Regions from separate parts of the Anas platyrhynchos genome. Here region 2 is linked to region 1. The links are chromatin contacts, called in public Hi-C maps. All regions are on one chromosome and are shown on one strand. Each heading gives the region's core, a stretch centred on a gene start, on an enhancer-like site or on the middle of the called end of the contact. The rest is flanking DNA. Distances are from core to core; before and after follow the strand shown. Region 1 has its middle 16 kb from the start of CAPZA2. Region 2 overlaps TES (testin LIM domain protein).

Evidence for each region. Hi-C and Micro-C count contacts between places; a contact is called where the count stands out from the background.
Region 2: a contact with region 1 is called in a Hi-C map of subcutaneous adipose tissue, with 4 times the contacts expected there. The contact joins two enhancer-like sites. A contact is called at or near these places in 6 of 8 Hi-C or Micro-C datasets (F1 follicle, F5 follicle, liver and 2 more).

What each region holds. Positions count from the first base shown.
Region 1 is chr1:26,468,412-26,471,836 of IASCAAS_PekinDuck_T2T, reverse strand. No RefSeq gene overlaps it. Among named protein-coding and RNA genes, the nearest start is that of CAPZA2, 16 kb to the right of the region's middle. Within about 2 kb of position 1,591, at least 2 of the 8 cell types and tissues checked have an H3K27ac peak or open chromatin away from gene starts, as enhancers often do. A contact at or near this core is called in subcutaneous adipose tissue, where this site is marked.
Region 2 is chr1:26,741,885-26,745,559 of IASCAAS_PekinDuck_T2T, reverse strand. It overlaps TES (testin LIM domain protein), which reads left to right. Exons shown (of 7, transcript XM_027457623.3): 5 at 937-1,152; 6 at 1,705-1,863; 7 at 3,069-3,675. The coding sequence ends at 3,260. Among named protein-coding and RNA genes, the nearest start is that of TES, 25 kb to the left of the region's middle. Within about 2 kb of position 1,444, at least 2 of the 8 cell types and tissues checked have an H3K27ac peak or open chromatin away from gene starts, as enhancers often do. A contact at or near this core is called in subcutaneous adipose tissue, where this site is marked.

The DNA.
Region 1 (3,425 bases), core at 342-2,841:
ACATTTCAAAGGACTCCAACAGACATATAAGGCTAGAGAAAATGTCAGGAAATCATTAGGTCCATCCCACACCACCAAGACATGATGAACACACCTAACCTGCCTTGCCAAATGTTTGTCTAGCAAGTTTTCTTTAAATAAAAAAAATAAAAACTGCCCAAGCTACAAGGACTTCAAGGCTTCATTATGTGTTTGTTATTGCTAAAGTCCTCCTGGACTTTTCCAGATCTTCCTTGGTGCCAAGTAAGACCCACGCCCCTTTTGTTTGCCCCAACTCCGTCTGGGTAGCGAACAAATAACTGTCATTTTACTTACAGAAAACTTTTAACTGAAAATGTCCCATCTTAGTCTTCTCTAAGCTAGAAGATTTTCTTTGACTTTTACTCATATGTTGTATTTTCTAAACATGTTAACTTTCTTCTTGTTAGATCTTCCCAGTTTGTCCACATTTCTTAGGAGTGGTGCCAGGGACGAACTCGGTACTCTCAAAACTTCTCACTGCTTTATAGAGTGATTAGGTTGACCACTCTGCTGCTCATGGCTGAAGGAAGCCATCAGTGAGATAATCCAAGTTGTCTGGACAATCAAGGCACTACAGCACTTGGCTTGCTTGGAGGTTTTGTCCACAAACACATGCAGATTGAGAAATATGGCAATAGGTGTTAACCAGGCAAATAATTAACTTGTTTGAGGATCTTTCTGGTTATACAAGTCAGATGGGACAGTAATCTTCTGAGTCCTTTATTTTTCAAAGTATATATCTTATGTTTGTCTCGGAACAGTGTCCCTTCCCCAAGTAATTCCTTTGTGCTTACCTTAGTTGAACTGTGGCAGACAGGAAAGCTGCCTCACCAGGAGGACACCTTTCTTCAAAGAGAGTGATGGCAAAGCCAGGGGCAGGAGCTCACGTAGCTGCAGCCCCAGTCCTTCAGCCCATTAGCCTGCTTTATCCAAACGAACTCACTAAGAGGAATTATAACTCTCCATATTTTTGAGTGCATGCATATTCTGTTGTTTCACACATGCTGTGTCTCTCTTTTAATTATATTTGAATAACTTGTGTAATTCAACCAGCCAGTTTCAGGGAACTAGAGATCTCTGGCTTGTAAAAAGAGGGCTGTAAATCAAAGAATTTCTTGAGCACTCATTTGTGAGACGTGTCAGACAGAGCCCAGGCCAAGGGCAGGGAGCACCGGAAAGCTAGGAATACAAAGGAGATGCTGTCTGCGGTGTAGCAGGAAGTTATATTTAGAAAGGTGGAAACATCAGCCTTTGGTAGGAGGTGTGCTGAGGCTCAGTGCTTGCAATATTACTTACACACTACGTCCAGTCTCCCTCATGTCACACCTGACATGGGAAGATGTCCCTTGGCCCCAGAAGAAGACCTTTTCAAACAAGTGCTCCCTGAGGCCACTCACGCTGCTGGAGAGCTCAGCTGTGACAGGACCCAGTGGGTGAGGGATGCAGAAGCATCCCCCCAGAATGGTGAAATATTTCTTCTGTAGTGCTTGCAGACTGATAAGGAGCCATACTGCAGTGAATACTCATGCATGCACTCATTGAACATCAGCTCCCTCTACTGTAAATACACTGCTACAAGCTGCTGTACCACCCCGCCACCTCCCCAAACAGCCAATTTTGGCAACTGCTCATTGCAACCCTACTCTGGAGCACTGTGACTAAGGGCATGGAAAAAATGCTTCCTGCAGAACAGGCAGGCAGAAAGACAGCATGGATTTTTCTTTTCAGTTCTTGTGGTTGTAATAATTGGGTTTTCAATCTTTCAGTATGCTGCAAATATCCATCTCTAGTTTGTCTCAAAACCAGAATAAATTTCATGATCTTTATCTAATATTTTGCAAACAAATGTAGATTACAGTCTACAGAACGGTCTGCTGCAATAGCTGCAGTCTTGCCTCTAACAGCCACAAGAGTCATCTGTTACAAAAAAATGTAATAGTTGGATCCTAAACTCTGCTGATCATTATCTGACTTATGATGTTTTGTCTTCCTGAAAAGGTTAAAAATGTGACAAGTCTCAATAGCTGATGGCCATACCCATCTATACCAAGGGCTATTCTTGGCTCCAGCAGAAATTAGAGACATTTGCAGCTCAGCTCAGTAACACAGTCCCGTTAACTGGTCTGATTTACTCAAAAGTATGACTCAAAAGGACCGAAATTGTTGTTCAGTCCAGACTGAATTCAATTAATAGTTTGAGCCCAGAAGTATGAAAGGTTGGATTTTTTTCAGAGAAAGTGAAATATTTTTTGTTTTGAAATTGACCTTATATTTTAATGTTAGACTAAACAAAAGTTTAATTTCGGATTAAACCAGTGCTTGTGGTTTTACTTGGCATGAGATCCAATTAAATGATCAAAGTCTCAAAAGTCGGCCAAGAGATCAAGGAAGATGAGGAGAGCAGAGAGGCCCTGAGACTTCCCTGAGAATGGATAGCCAGAGCCTCTAGTGAAATTTTAATGTAATGGAAAACACAGACACTAGATCAGAAAGAATCCAGACAACTGGAGAAGTGATCAATAGCCTATCCATGAAAACAGCCCGTTTATTGATTGTTATAAAAAAAGGAGCAGGAAGAAGATATTAAAGTAATATGACAGGAGATGGAGAGCTGAGTGTTGAGACTCTAATTTGTTTGACTGTTGAAGAACAGAGGCAAGGAAGAAGATGAAAGAGCGAGAAGGGATGAAAATATGATCAAGACAGGTCAGCTCACAGACAAGGAGGCATCAAGGGGATGGCTGAAAGCACTGGCAGTAGGGGCAGCAAATATCTCAAAGTATGGATCGTGAGAGATGGCCGGACAACAGGGAAGGGAAAGGGGAAGGAGAAGGGAGGCCAGGACAGCAGCTTGGCAGCGCAACTCACATGCGTGACTGATAGAGACTGGAGAATGCCTCAGCCTCTTGCGGGATCCTGTACCCTGTTGTACGGAGGGTCACAATCTCATCCTTAGCCATGGGCCCTCTAGAGTCCCTGAAGGCAGATAACGAGAGAAAAGAGATGAAAAGCAGAAAGTGAGTTTGATCAGTTTAGTGTTAACTTTGTGCCATGCCTTTGATAGGAACAGAATAGTCAAAGCAAATAGAGCTGCTTTGAAATAGGAATTGACGGGACAAAATATAGCGAGTAAACGAGAGGAACTTTATCAGAATTACGCCACAACTCATTAATCTGTATCAGAGCAATAATGATACTTTAAAGTTAACACCAGAGTTTCAAAGCAGAAGGTCTTCTGGATCTCTGGCAACTCGCTGCGAACCCTTTGCAGCTAATCAGTATCACTGCTTCAAAAGAAATTAAACTGTCTCCACCCAGCAACTCTACTGGCATTTGATCTACAATTGGCTTGGTTAAAAATTAATTACCCTTACAACATATTGATTACATGACTATAAACATAA
Region 2 (3,675 bases), core at 195-2,694, 270 kb before region 1:
GTGTCCTTATAGCGAGGGGCCCAACACTGAGCACAGTACTTGAGGTGCAGGTTCACCAGAGCTGAGCCTAGAGGGACAATCACCTGTTGGCCACACAGTTCCTGATACAAGGCAAGATGCTGTTGGCCACCTGAGCACACTGCTGGCCCATATTCAGCTGGCTATCGACCAAATCCAGGTCCCTTTCCACTGGGCAGCTTTCCAGCCACTGTTCCCCCATGCTGTAGTGCTGCATGGGGTTGTGCAAGTGCAGGACCAGGCACTTAGCCTTGCTGAACCTCATACAGTTTGCCTTAGCCCCTCAATCCAGCCTATCCAGATCCTCCTGCAGAGCCCTCTTACCCTGAACAGATCAACAGTCATGCCGAAGTTGGTGTTTGCAAGCTTACTGAGGGTGCACTCGATCCCCTCATCCAGATCATTTATAAAGATATTAAAGAGAACTGGCTCCAGTACTGATCCCTGCAGGACACCACTTGTGATCTTTCCTCACCAGTGCTGCAGATACGGCTTGATTACTTTTTGCTTATGACCTCTAAGTACATGGCTGTAGTTTTTGCTATGTATACTAGTCTAGGTCTCCTTGGTTACCTTTCATGGAGGCTCCTTCCCCTTATGGTCTCTGAGTGTCACATGCTCAAAAATCCAACAGGCAATTAAAATTTATAAATGTTCAGAGTAGTCACAAGAATGTGAATATTGCAAAATGTAATAATCCATCTAAGTAACACTAGTGCTGTCAGTATAATATGCATCATCGTGATGTGACAATTGCTGTGCTATGACATATGTCACATCACTATCCGATTGTGGAAGTAAATCAATACTGTAGGTTCAATATGGACAAGTGGGATTGATTAAATGTTTAGGTAATGTGGAATTTCCATAAACATAACTCTTCAAATAGTTATTTAATTTTTAATAACCTCTTTCCAGTCCTGCTATCGCTGCAAACTGAGCATGAAAGAAGGTGACCCAGCTGTCTACGCGGAACGTGCAGGATATGACAAATTATGGCACCCAGCTTGTTTTGTCTGTTGCACCTGCAGTGAACTTCTAGTAGACATGATCTATTTCTGGAAGAATGGCAATCTGTACTGTGGAAGACATTATTGTGACAGTGAAAAACCCCGCTGTGCTGGATGTGATGAGGTAGGACATATCCCAGCCCTTTGTTGCAGCGCACCAGTTTGTGGTCCTGAAAAGCTAATCAAACTTTACTAAAATATTTCAGCACAGGGGTATGGCATCCTCTTATCAGTTTTAGCTGATCGTAATTGCAAGGAACTGTAACTGATATGGACACTGCTTCCAAGAGTTTCCATAGTTTGTTTTGGCTTTGGAGGGGGGGTTTGCATAGGGTATGGGTATACTACATACATGAGAGTGAGTCTTTATCAAGTCCCAGTTACACAGTTGTTTGCTCAGGAAGCGCACTAGGGGGAGCACCTCACTAAATTACACCTTAAGCAATGCACAGAGAACAGCCTTCCTGATGTCTTTGATATCTACTAGCTTTTAATAAATGAAACAGAGGCTTTGGAAAACAGTCAAACAAGTGCATACTTTCACTTTTGTTGAAGTCATTTGAAATGGGAGAACAGCCATCAGTTCCTTGCAAATTACAGAACATCCTGAGGGTAGCTTTAATATAAGTATTTGAATAGCATTTCCTTTATTAACATTTGTGTATTTTCCTCATAGCTGATATTCAGCAATGAATATACTCAAGCGGAAGGTCAAAATTGGCATCTGAAACACTTCTGCTGTTTTGACTGTGACTGCGTTTTGGCTGGAGAAATCTATGTAATGGTGAATGACAAGCCAGTCTGTAAACCATGCTACGTGAAGAACCATGCTGCGGTAAGATCCTTGCAGACACAACACAGTGCTGTGAAGGAAGGGAACTTGAAGAGCTTGAAACTCTTACCTTCTTCCCAGAGTGGGAGTGTTTGAAATGTATAAATTCAATATAAGTTTAGGTCCAAAATGGTCATCTCTTTTTCCCTTTGAAAGAAACAGACAGGTACTCTGTGAATGCATAAACTTGACTTAGAGCTACTTTAGGAGTGGGGGAGTGGTTCAGAAAGTATCTTTAATTTTACCAGTGTTGAAGCAGGATTGTGTAACAGGAGAAGTAAAATATGTGAAGATGAGTAATGCTGTGAAATGTCTAGTTCATGTCAATCATAGTTCATTGTGACCAGCAGGTCATGACTTCATCTGGTTTGCTGAAAGCCTGTTATGGCAACTGCAATCTAAGTACTTTGTTTCTCTGTGTATTTGTAAGGCCATGAGTGACACAGGAGACTGACTCACTGCATTAAGGCAAAAAATCGCAGAAGGTTGCTAGTTCTCGGTTCTTGGTTATGAGCTCTAATCTGAGGTGAGGTCCATCCATCTCTACCAGTTAACTAGCTATTAGTTGGGATTTAAGTCTAATCTTCATCTAGGCTGTTTGAGTAGTTAACAGAGAAGAAAACTGTTGTCTCCAGCTGGTGGCTGATACCTTTTTCTATGCTAGGTGTAAGGAATTGTCTTCCGGAGAGGCTTTTCTCTCTTAAAACACTATTACCCTGACATCTAGAAAAAGGTCTTTGGCAACCAGAGCTCAAGATGAATTCCACCCAAGACTTTCTAATATCCGTTAATTCTTTGGCACGCCTTTATAGCTGCCAATGCACAGGAACATATTTTGTAACTTCAAATGCATGGGTTAATATATGAAGATCTGTGTTCGGCGTGACAAGCTGTTATCCTGCTTTGGGCATTGGGAAACTGTAACCACCATAACTGTCTTAAGCTTAGTCCCAGCAGCAGCTGACTTCTTATGTACATCTTTATTCTGTTTTGTTTTTTTTTTTTCTCAACTGCATTTTGGTCAGAAACTGTGGTTTAAAAATAAAGGAAAAATCAAAAGCTGAAGTCTTACTTCAAAGGCTTCTTTTGACACCTGTCTGTATTCTTTGAAAACATCTAAGAATTCCATCTTTTGTTGGAGTTTAGAGAGGTTGTGCATGCTTCATTTAAGTGATTTTTTTTGTTTGTTTGACTTTTTCTCTAAACAGATCTGCCAAGGCTGTCATAATGCTATAGATCCCGAAGTTCAACGTGTGACATACAACAACTTCAATTGGCATGCCACGGAGGAATGTTTCTTATGTTCCTGTTGTAGCAAGTGTTTAATTGGCCAGAAGTTTATGCCAGTGGAAGGGATGGTCTTTTGCTCAGTGGAATGTAAGAAAAAGATGATGTCATAAGAGAAGACACGCACAAAACTAAGCATTGCTGTGTTCCAAAGGCTCTTGCATTTCTACTGTAAAAATACATAGTACCTGGGCATTTAAAGATACTGAAAGTACTAAATAGCATTTTCCCAAAGATTTTTTTTAGTGACTAAAACTTGCTGTGTAATTTTCATTTCTTAGCTATAATACTTTCTTCTTTGGGATTTTGTTCCCAAGTCTTATGTCAAATGTCTTCATATATCAGAAATGTAGGGAAAAGTGTGTTATGAACTCTATAAACTTTAAGGGAGCTGTTCACCATGAAGGATCTTTTTGCTCTATCTTGTGAAAGAAGAAAACATGAAAGTGGTCCAATTTTTCTTGTGTTATATGATCATGTAGCTCTTCCACTTTCAGTTTGACAAATTAATTTATCATGTCTTAAAGT